Regions from separate parts of the Mus musculus genome. Here region 2 is linked to region 1. The links are chromatin contacts, called in public HiChIP or PLAC-seq maps. All regions are on one chromosome and are shown on one strand. The core of a region is the stretch at or near the end of the contact, and the rest is flanking DNA. Distances in the headings are between cores, read along the strand shown.

Region 1 (5,362 bases), core at 1,875-4,374:
CAGGAAACACTCTGACACTTAGGCTTTGCTTGGGGTGTTATTTGAAAAGGAAACTTGCCATCATCAAATCCAGTTTCAGGAGCCCACACAGAATGTGTGGCATGGCTCCAACAGTTCTTTTCTGGTTCCTTTGAGATTTGTTTATTACTTTGAAAATCGGAATTTCCACAAAACAACGTAACACTTGCCTGCTTCGCCGTAGCTCAGTAGAGTAGCTGAGCAAAGAGACTTAACTTAATTTGAACGTTGGCTTTGCCATATGTATTAGCAATGATAAAAGCAACGGCACAGAGCAAAACAACCGTGACTGACTGAGTCCACAGCCCAGGAAACTCAACTTCTTTGTACTTCTTATGCAAGAAGGAAAGACTCAAAAGAGCATTGTCGGGCTTTCCTGAGATGACTCAGACCTTTCAGATGCTTGTGTGAGGAGTTAGGGGTGAACTGCTTATCCCTGGGGGTGGGGAGGGATTAGGAGTGGGTTATAAACACTGCTTTGCTGACAGCTAAAGCAAATTGTCCTTCAGTCCCAGCACTGAAGACTGCTATGCCGGCAGGCTTTGAATTTCAGTATGTTTACAAGAGTCCTCAGGCTGTCCCCTTTTAGCCTCATGGGTCAGAATTACTAGCCATTATTTTATTATTGGCCATCTAGTAATAATTTGCATATACCCACAAGACACTCCTCAGTTTTCAGGCAGTATTTTATCTTACCATAAAGGTTTGTCTCTCACCCTCTCGTCACATAGTGACTTACATTTTATGGGTAAGGGTGTAAGCCCAGTCACACTGAAGTAAACAAAGTCACTTACACCTGTGGTGCCCATCCGTGCTGCTTTGCGCATAGGTACTGTTCGCCCGCAGCTCTCCTGACACTTGGTAGGTTGACCTTATCAGACCTTGTCATATCAGGAAGGGACCACTTGACTAACCTTGACCATTGAACTTTAGAGTAATTTCTGTGATCGTGAGCTGGGCATTTGCTGTGCTTCAAGAATCATGCAGAGGTCTCAGACACTTTGGTCCAGCATCCAGCCACACTTTAAGAGAACCATGCAGCATTTTACTGGAAGCTGCTGAAATTGGAGGGAAGGAGACTGTCAACCTCAGCATACTTTAGCCCCATCCTTGCAAAAGAGTTTAATGTTACACAGAGAAACCCTGTCTCCAAAAACAAAAACAATACAAAAACAACAACAAAAAAGAGTTTAACGCATGTTGCTTATAAATGCTGTTAGTTCCTTACAAACAGCTATTGTGGATTTTCATGTTCTTCCTACTTTAAAAATATTTAGGCATTTAAAATGTATCTGCTTGAAGTTAAAAGTTGGCACCTGGAGGGCGGCCTCTTCCATGCTGTTGTTGTATTTTAACTGTGACCACCTATGAAACCCATGAGTCTGGGAACTGCTACATTCAATCCAACTTTGTCACCCACTTAAAGGTATAGCCTGGCCATAGTTTTCTAAAGTATACTGTGCACCATCTGTTAGATTCAACTTCTTTGGTAGTCACAGACACAATTTGTGAGTAGTAGTGGCATGTAACCTCATCCCACCATAGTTATACCAGGACTCAGCCCTTTGACACCCTCTTCCTGGCCTTTACCTCTCACCACCTGCAAGAGCTCCTTTGATGGCCTTTGCCAGACATGCTGCTGAACCAAATGGCAAATACCAGGCAACAGCAGCTGCCCAGAGACAGCAGGATTTTACCACCTCAGAGTCGTAGCCCCTCAGTTTCACTTCCAGAAGGTCAGGACTGGTGAAGCACCAGCCTGTGAGTGCTTTCTCACAGGTTCTTGAGTTGCCTGGAGCAGGGATATCTTGTCTGCCTTACTTACCCATTAACTCCAGACCTTAGAAGAACATAAGGCTCATAGGAGCAAGCAGAGTGAGTCGAACAAGCTGGCCAAGAACTCATGGAACAGAAGTATTTCATAGGTTAACCATGCATTGCTTAATTCAGAGTGCAAAGCCTCCTGATAGCTTTCCCTTTTTGAATAACAGCAAGTTTAGGCTTTCAAGGCCTCCTGCCCTATAAGGAAACGTACAATTATTACAGTTCTACATGAATGGCTTAATTTCCCAGTGAAAGGACAAGCTTTTCTTTCATCTCATTCATCCAGTTAGACAAGATCGTCCCCACTGCTGTCCTAAGGATATTTCAAAACCACAGGTATGCATGTGGTTTTCAGAGCCTGAAAGCATAAAGCCACATGCACTTTTTAAAAAAAGTATGACTATTTTCATTTCTATTGTTAAAAGTAGAAACTATTCATGTGTTTCCCCTCGGGACAGTCGTGCATGACAGAGGTATGTACACTGCACATTCTTTCCTTGTCTCTTATGCTGGCACCTATGCTACTTGGGCTCACACACAGTTCTTTGTTCACACAGCAAAAGGCTCACTCTGTCTGAAGGCACAAAGCATTGGCATTTGCAGGCTATGGCTTATGTTTACACACGCACGTCTTAATGTGGGTTCTCTGGGACTCTCAGGTCATGCATGCTCAGCGGATCTATGACCTGTGACCTCTCTGTAGCTAATATTTGTTTTGTAGATATTCATACATTATGTCTTTATATATATAAACCCTATGCTAGAATCAAAAGCCGATGATTGTACTTGAGACGTAGAACTTGAAATGAGTCTTGCCTTTCTCTTCCTTTTCAGTGTGCTTTGACTCTTGTTAGCTCATTCCAAATACTGCTGACTCCGGTGCATCTCAGTCCTAAGGGAAGAAGTGGAAATGCAGTGGATGGATAGCGGAGTAGACCACACTCTGCTCTCCTCTCTCTCAGAGCCCTTTTCAAGATAAGAAGTGCATAGTTTTATAATGGAGAAGAGTGGTTGATTCATCCTAAAGCTATTCAAGGTACATAACAGTCCTTTATATAGAAGTCTGCTGAGTTCAAATGCACCTCTCCCTGGGCAGCATATTAAATAACAGTGTCTAGCTTAGCAATGCCAGGCTCTTTTTTTTCTTCTTCTTCAAAATGAAGTGTATTCCCATGTGTAAAGCATAAAGTCTGTGTGTCTGCTGTACGAAGGAACGTGTGTACTCACAGCTGTAGTCACACACCCTTTGCAGAAAGCACTGTTAATGAGGACTTCCTGTTCTCGTGTTTTTAGGTGACTAAGGAACCTGAGGGTGTTTAGCCTGATGAGTGATGTTCTTGACTGCAGTCTGTGCCCGCCCGGCTCCAGAGTTTATCTGCTTTCTGTTTGTTTTCTGTGCTCCTATTAGGTTGTTGTTAGTTACATTCTGATGTTTGTAGTTTGGGGAAATCTGTATCTTTGTTATTTATGTTATCAATAATGTGACCTGGGCCTTCCTCAGCAATGTTCCAACTGTTCCCAGGTCCTCAATCACTAATTATGCAGATGAACAGATTGTGGAAACTCTTTCCTTATGGCTGCATTCTGGAGGACTTGTTTTTATTAAATTGTGGATGTCTTGAATTATAATTAGGTACTGGCCCATATTTATAGCCTCTCTCTCTCTCTCTTTCTCCATCTCCTTCTCTTTCTCCCCATTCCCCCTTCATCTCTCCCTCTCCCCTCTCTTCATCTCTCCTCTTCACTATCTTCATTATCTCTTTCTCCCCTTCATGCCCTCTTCCTTCTTTTTATTGCTATGTGCAGGAAACTTCATAAAAAGAGACAGAGAGTGAGCGAAGAAGCCTCCAGTCATTGGCTGCAGAAGTAAGTTTGCCTAGTAGCAGATGTGGCAGGGCAGCGTGCTGGATCCAGGAGGTTCTGTTGCTTGCAAAAAGTCATTAGGATGGGGAGCAGCCTGCCAGACAAAGCAGTAGAAGTTGGAGAGCTTAACAAGTTCAAGGGCAAGAAAGGGATTCATCCACTGCCTTATAAAACAGCCCGTTCCTCTGAAGTCTCTGAATGGGGTTCATTAAACAACAGTTGGAGAACACACAAGAGAAAATATAGGAGATACAGGGACCCCATAGTTTACTGAAGCTAGCCAAATCTTTGTATATCTTATGTGCTTATTTTATGAAGTGTACTGATTTTGTTATTTGAAGTGTATTAAGCATTTAAGTGTGTCCAGTACTCTAAGGAGTATAGGAAACTTGTTCTTCTTGATGCTTCCAGGAGCACATGACCTTAAAGGACTTCGATGGCTTTTGCATGACTCAGAAATAAGCACTGTAAGTGAACTGTGGTTTCATTAAAAACATACATACACACATGCACACATGCTGAATGATGTGAGAAAGGACTGGGTATAGAGTTTGCAATAGAGGAGAAAGGGCGTTACATCCTATAAAACATACAAACAAAGCAAACAGAAAAAAATTCTCATTGATGTTTTAATAACTTATTTCTAGTTTTCAGCTGGTAGCTTTGATAGATAAGATTTCCTTTCTACTTTCTGGTTTTAGATATTCAATAAAATAACATTTATTTCATCACCATGGAAGAGAAGCCCCAGATCCAATAGTTACTGGACAAAAGATTTATACGGGGAGACATGGCTTCTCTCATCCTTTGGAGAGGATGGGAATTGCAAGATCTTAGTGTAGAAGTGAACATCAATTTGCCAGCACACGAAAAATAACTGAGGAGTATAGAGTAGTCAGTGTCCAGAGACTGACCTGGAAAACCACTGGCACCCATCATGCCCTCTTCCCTTATATTGTTGGAGGAGGTGAAACACCTGTATGCTAAATAGTGAATAAGGCTTTAATACTGTGATTGAGTGAACAATCATTCTGACAGATGTTAGACTTCACTGAGAATGCTAATGGGAGTGGAAGTTACATTGACTCACAGGTAATTAAGAGCTAATACTATTAAATGGGGCTTAGAATCTGAAGGTGCTCATTCTACCAATGTAAGACAGTACTGAACACCCCCTAGAGGCAGGGAAGCTTATCGTAAGGAGTTGAGAAAGAACACTATACAATCCCTTGTTAGAACATTCCTGTGACTCCTACCTTGAAGGCTGAAATCTGAAAATATGGTTGTAGTTTATACATTCCTATGAAGAGATATACTATGTATTCTTTCCTTAGCTTCACTTTTAAAACATAATTGGATTTGTGTAGACTTCTGATGATTGTATGGGAAGTTCCTGCAAATTATTCGGGTTCCCTATTACTGCCTCTCAGTAGTGTGGGATATCACTACAGCACCACAATTCACACATTTATTCTAAACTATAGTCCACTGAGTTTCCACCTAAGGTCCTCTTCCTGTCCTGTGATCTCAACCAGGATACTGTCTTGCATTTAGGGAATGAATGTTCTTGCAGTAGTGTCATGTCCTCTGATAACAACTTCTAGTTTCCTTGTTCTTTAATACCTTGAGTTGATACTTTTGAGGAGCACTGACAGAT
Region 2 (5,362 bases), core at 1,643-4,142, 240 kb before region 1:
AAGGTGTTTTATAATAAGTGTAAGTATAATAAGCTGTAAAACTTTCACATCACTGATTATATCCTATATTTCATTTCGCTGAGTTTCTCCTAAAAATAATAGCCCTCATTTTCCAAACGTAGCCAGCACTATCATTAAATGCAGACTCTCTTGTGCAATTTTAAGCAAATCTCAACCTTTTTGCTGCTTAAAAAAGGGAAGGTACTCTTCAAACTAGATTCCAAGCTATATGTTTTCCTTTCTGCATTAATGATAGTTCCCCAAAGAGGCTCCTTTGCAGCAATATGGTTCCACATTGGGTGACTTGGCTTTCCATCCATTAGATGGATGGACACTTGTGCTACAAGAAGGCAATGCTAACATTTATTCTCTCTGTGCTTCTCACAGCACCTGAGGACAGAAGATTCAAACCTAGGTGCCTTCTAGAAAGGTGACTGAAGGCTCTGGGCTGAAGTTCTAGTGTCACTTCCAACTTGGGGGTTTTACATCTTAGCTCTTATGAGTTTTATGTCTTATGGGTTTCCAATCTAGACATGCCAGAAACTTCTTTTTAAGTGGAATCAAAGATATGAATATCTCCCAGGAACTGATGATCTGGTGTGTGTGTGTGTGTGTGTGTGTGTGTGTGTGTGTGTGTGTGTGTACTTACATGCAAAACAGGGCAGATACAGGCTTAGTTATACTGAGTTAATTAAATTTGTGCATATCTAGAGATGACTGCAAGCAAATGTGACCTGTGCTAGAGCCCACTCTTACTTTCGGAAGAGTGGAGAGATTTACACTCCGGCTCAGCATTCTTACAGCAATGTTTATCTTCTCATGGAGCTGTGAAAAAGCTGCACAACACCGCCTTTCATTATTTTGACAAGTTAGGGTAGGTCAGTCGTTAGTATATTCCCACAAATAACTAGTGAAGGTTAACCAAGATGCAACATGTTGTAACTGACCAGTTATGTTAGTGACACAAACCACAAGTCTATATTTACAACAGAGTGGTTCAGTAGGTATCTTCAGTGCATGATGTCATTCTGAAGAGTGAGACAAGGGACAAAATGCCCTTTTTATTTCTCTCTGCTGGGGAGGGCAGCACAAAGCTGGGGTGGTGGCCATGCAATACTCATTGCCTGTGGTCGGTGCGGTTCCGTCTGCTCATTAAGTTAAAAAAAAAACCTCTCCAGATATTTTTTTCTATTGTCTCATAAATATAAATCAAATAGCGAGGAGAGCTGTAAAACAAACACAAATGCCTTCTAAATGGGCTAAGAAATAATGGACTAGAATTATTCCTTAAGGTACTTAAGTACAGTGCTTTGCATAGTGCAGATACCTCTCGTTAGTCAATAGATGGGGTCCTGAAAAGTAACTTATAAATCAATCTTGCCAACTAAATCATATTTTGAGTGCATTAGATGAGTTGGTTTTCTAAAGGAATGCTAGTATGAATATTTTTGGAAAGCAAAAGAAAAAAAATCCTTTTGGAAAATGAAATCTCAACTCTAATAGATCTCTGCTGCAAGTTCGTGGAGCCATAGAGCGAATGCCTAAATTGGGGTACTTCCCTTGATTAGCTTGCCAGCACTGCACACTTGCAGACCTCAGAGCCTTTCTGAGTAATGCACTTAGAGTGCTGCTTTCAGATTTAACTGAGATTTACATACCCGCGATGACTTAACTCAAATGCAGACATGTGTAAGAGGTTTGAAAATCAAATGACTCTCAGAGCAAAGGAGGTATCCTTTCTGAGTCAAGGTTCTTGTGGAATGCAGAGTTAAGTAGCAGTGATGTAGAGAGTAAACATCTTTCCTTCCCATTCGGGGTCTAAGGGGGAGGTCCCTATAACAACAGACTCATTACTGAGAGCAAGGCACAGACTATTTACTATAACCATCAATAGACCAGAAGCTTTTGCCAGGAAACAAAGACCCAAAGAATAAGGGTGTTGGGTGCATATTTGTGCTGAATTTGTGAAAACAGAGCATCTTAAAGACATGTTATCTGATAGATTAAAAAACAGGGATCATGTGTCATAGACTGGGGGGAACATTCCAAAGCCTGTTTGTTCTGATTCTGTCCTTAAAGGAGAATAGGATAGGGAACATGTCTGTCATATGAGAATTTTATGGCTTATTTCAGGTGGAAGGCCTGAGAATTCTTTACAAGTGTCACACCCTGTGTCAGGAGAAACAGGTGCAAGGAGAGTCATGGAGAACACCCTCTTTTGTGGTTTCCTCAGATGCCAGGGAGGTGAAGTTTGTAGGAGACTGCACCTAGCTGGAGAGCGTTTGATCCTTCTTTCACAGGAGCTAAGGAACTGAAGATCAGAGCAGGAAAGGGGTCTGCCTTGCCATCTATGCTTTACCCTCTACTCTCAGTGAAGGCAAATCTCAACCTATTGTTCCATTCTCCCAGCCACAACCAAGCAAAGCATACACTATATGTATGCCATCAGTGAGGATGGCAGGGGTGTTGATAGTCACAAAGGCTTCTTCCTATGGGACTAACTAAGCTTAACATTCCACATCAAGCACCTTAAAATTACCTCCAATCTCCACCATGTACTTCTTATGTGTTCTGTGTCTTTCATCCTAAAGCTATGGAGTACCATTTAATTCATTCCTTTCCTTGTGTCTCCCCTTCATCTCCCCTTCTCCATGCAAGAAAATAAATCCTGTTTTGGCATAGGACTTGAAAGAGCTCTTCCTGCTTGCCTTCATATCTGCTATGCTCAGATCTAATTTAAATAATTTATTGGGAGGTAGTTCTCAAAACAAAGACATTCCTCTGAAAATTTTCAGCATTCCACCTCTATGCCGAAAGAAGCAGTGATATCCTGCTCAAGTACATTTCAATAGAATTACTAACTCCCTAGAAGCTATTATTGGGCCGGAGGGGATTTCCCAGAATATTTGAGCCGATGAGTGGTTAGTCCCTGAAGGACAGGAATGAGGAAGTGGGGTGTAGCCAGGAGGTGAGCACACCTTCTTCCCACTCCCCACTTGCTGTTTCTTGGGCCACATGCCTCTAAGATCACAATCGATATCCGCATATGGAGTTTTCTCCTAGTACACAGTTTTGCTGCTTCTTTTGTGTGCACAAAGACTCACGAACTGTTCATGAGTCCACAGAAGTTGGTTCTGGTCACTAACAGGAGCCATGAGAACTTTAGGGTCTCAAGTTCCCTTCTCAGTTATCTTCAGACAGCCTCAGATTGGATGGCCATAAACATGAGGGTAGAATGAAAAGTTGTATTAGAGTGCTGTGAGCACACCACTGAGAGTAGTTATTGAACACAGTTTGTTGTTGTTGTTTTGTGAGTTATATTCATTTTCGAAATAGGCAGACCAACTGCAGACCAAAATCTACAGTGTATGTGCCTTCCAGGTGTTCTGTGAAGTGCTGTCACAAGGCATATAATGGTGTCTAGACCATGACTGCATGACAGAGGTCCTGAAAGTAAGGTAAGATGTAAGAAAAACAACTTGAGTTTTACTAGTTGATAACACGCTTGGAGCATAAAACAAACAAACAAACAAACAAACAAACAAACAACCCCACCCAAGTCAAGATTGAGGCTAAGAAGCAAAATAATTATTTTTAATTAGATATTTTCTTTATTTACATTTCAAATGTTATCCCCTTTCCTAGTTTCCCTTCCAAAAATCCCCTATCCCCTCCCCACCTCCACCTGCTCCCCAACCCTCCCACTCCCACTTCCTGGCCCTGCCATTCCCCTATACTGGGGCATAGAACCTTCACAGGACCAAGGGCCTCTGCTCCCATTGATGACCTACTAGGCCATCCTCTGCTACATATGCAGTTGGAGCCATGAGTCCCACCATGTGTTTTCTTTGATTGGTGGTTTAGTCCCAGGGAGTTCTGGGGGTGCTGGTTAATTCATATTGTTGTTCCTCCTATGGGGCTGCAAACCCCTTCAGAGGCAAAAATAATTTTAATGTTTTCAAGACAAAAAGAACTGGTGTGCAGACATAACAACTCATTGAATTTTAACATGAGGAAACATGGGAATGGCCTCCTTGTAAGTGGAGTCTCCCAGAGGATCCCAGTCCAACTAGAATTGGACAGATGCAAAGAAGTAACCTTTAATGGGCTAGGGGCTCTGTAAATGTGGAAGATCATAGGGGCCTCATGAGATTCACTAGCCGTCCTTTGTCTTCATGGGGGTGCAGGCAAAAGAGGTAAGAATACTAGCTGGCTTAAGAACATTTTCAGACCACTTCACAATTGGGTAAAACCACCAGAGCTCTGCCTGACCATCCTTGAAATCTGAGAGATACTTTTCTCTTTCTGGATAGAGGGGAGCCTCCAAGTTTAAGCTTCATGGATGCTTCTCGGTTTCTGTTGTCTACTCAGCCCTCTGAAAACTAGTCTTTGTTCTGTCTTCTCACAGATGGATCTGGGAATCTCAAAACTCAAATCAATGCATATTTCATGTGTTTTGTCTGCATGGGTCTCTGGGCACCACATGCATGTAGTGTCTATGAAGGCCAGGAGAAGGCATTGGATTCCCTGGGAATCACAGACAGATGCCAGCCACCATCTGGGTGCTGAGTATTGAACTTGGATCCTCTGGAAGAGCAGTCAGTGTCTCAGGCTGCTTATATTTCAAACTTTGAAGGAAGATCTCCCCAGTTTTTTTTTTCTTTTTTGAGTTCTTTTGTTCAACAGGTTTTGGGGACAACCTTTCAATGTTCCTATGAAAACACATTTAATTTTTATGGCATAATAGATGTATGGACACTAAGTAAACCAGGGACTGGGTTTCTGCCTATACTACTTGAGCTTGCATGTACTTTAGATTTTCAGCTCACTGTCCAAACCATGTGACTATGAAAGCTAGGGTGTGAATGACATTGCTGAATGACAAATGTGCTGAGTGCTGGCCAGTCCTGACTAATTATCCAGCTGTAGGGGTGCAGTGGGTGACTTTTCTTTCCAAAGACTCCTCCCCCTACCCAGCTCCAAACCACAGAATAAAGAGAAGAATCCACAGCCCTCTGCATTAGGGCTTTTAGTGCAGCCACAGTGCAACCAGAGTCCCGGGCTGTAGAAGCCATTTCCCAAGTGTGGTTGGCTCAGGTTGCACCCTGTTGCTCATGGGCCAGATGGGTTGGCTCTCACAGGGGTCATGGGTGGAAATGCTCCACACTTTCGCTTCACTTAGAGTTTTCTCTGAAGTCTCAGCTCTTCATTTTGTCCTGTAGCTCCTGGAAACTGACAGAAAATAAATGAGGCATGTGTAAGGTCCATGGTGGGGCTGATTGATGTGAAGTGGCATCGTTCACATATGATGTTCACGTCCTTAGTCCTCTAGGCGTTGTCACAATCACTTAAAAGTCAGATG

Evidence for each region. HiChIP or PLAC-seq counts read pairs in DNA pulled down with a chosen protein or histone mark.
Region 2: a FOXA1 HiChIP or PLAC-seq map of pancreatic cancer cells shows a contact between it and region 1. The contact joins two enhancer-like sites. A contact is called at or near these places in 1 of 39 promoter capture datasets (3T3-L1-derived adipocytes) and 1 of 115 datasets of contacts at active chromatin or transcription factors (pancreatic cancer cells).

Annotation. Positions count from the first base shown.
Region 1 is chr4:81,923,838-81,929,199 of GRCm38.p6, reverse strand. No RefSeq gene overlaps it. Among named protein-coding and RNA genes, the nearest start is that of Gm46886, 7.6 kb to the left of the region's middle. Within about 2 kb of position 3,124, at least 69 of the 459 cell types and tissues checked have an H3K27ac peak or open chromatin away from gene starts, as enhancers often do. A contact at or near this core is called in pancreatic cancer cells, where this site is marked.
Region 2 is chr4:82,163,856-82,169,217 of GRCm38.p6, reverse strand. No RefSeq gene overlaps it. Among named protein-coding and RNA genes, the nearest start is that of Gm11264, 100 kb to the right of the region's middle. Within about 2 kb of position 2,892, at least 34 of the 459 cell types and tissues checked have an H3K27ac peak or open chromatin away from gene starts, as enhancers often do. A contact at or near this core is called in pancreatic cancer cells, where this site is marked.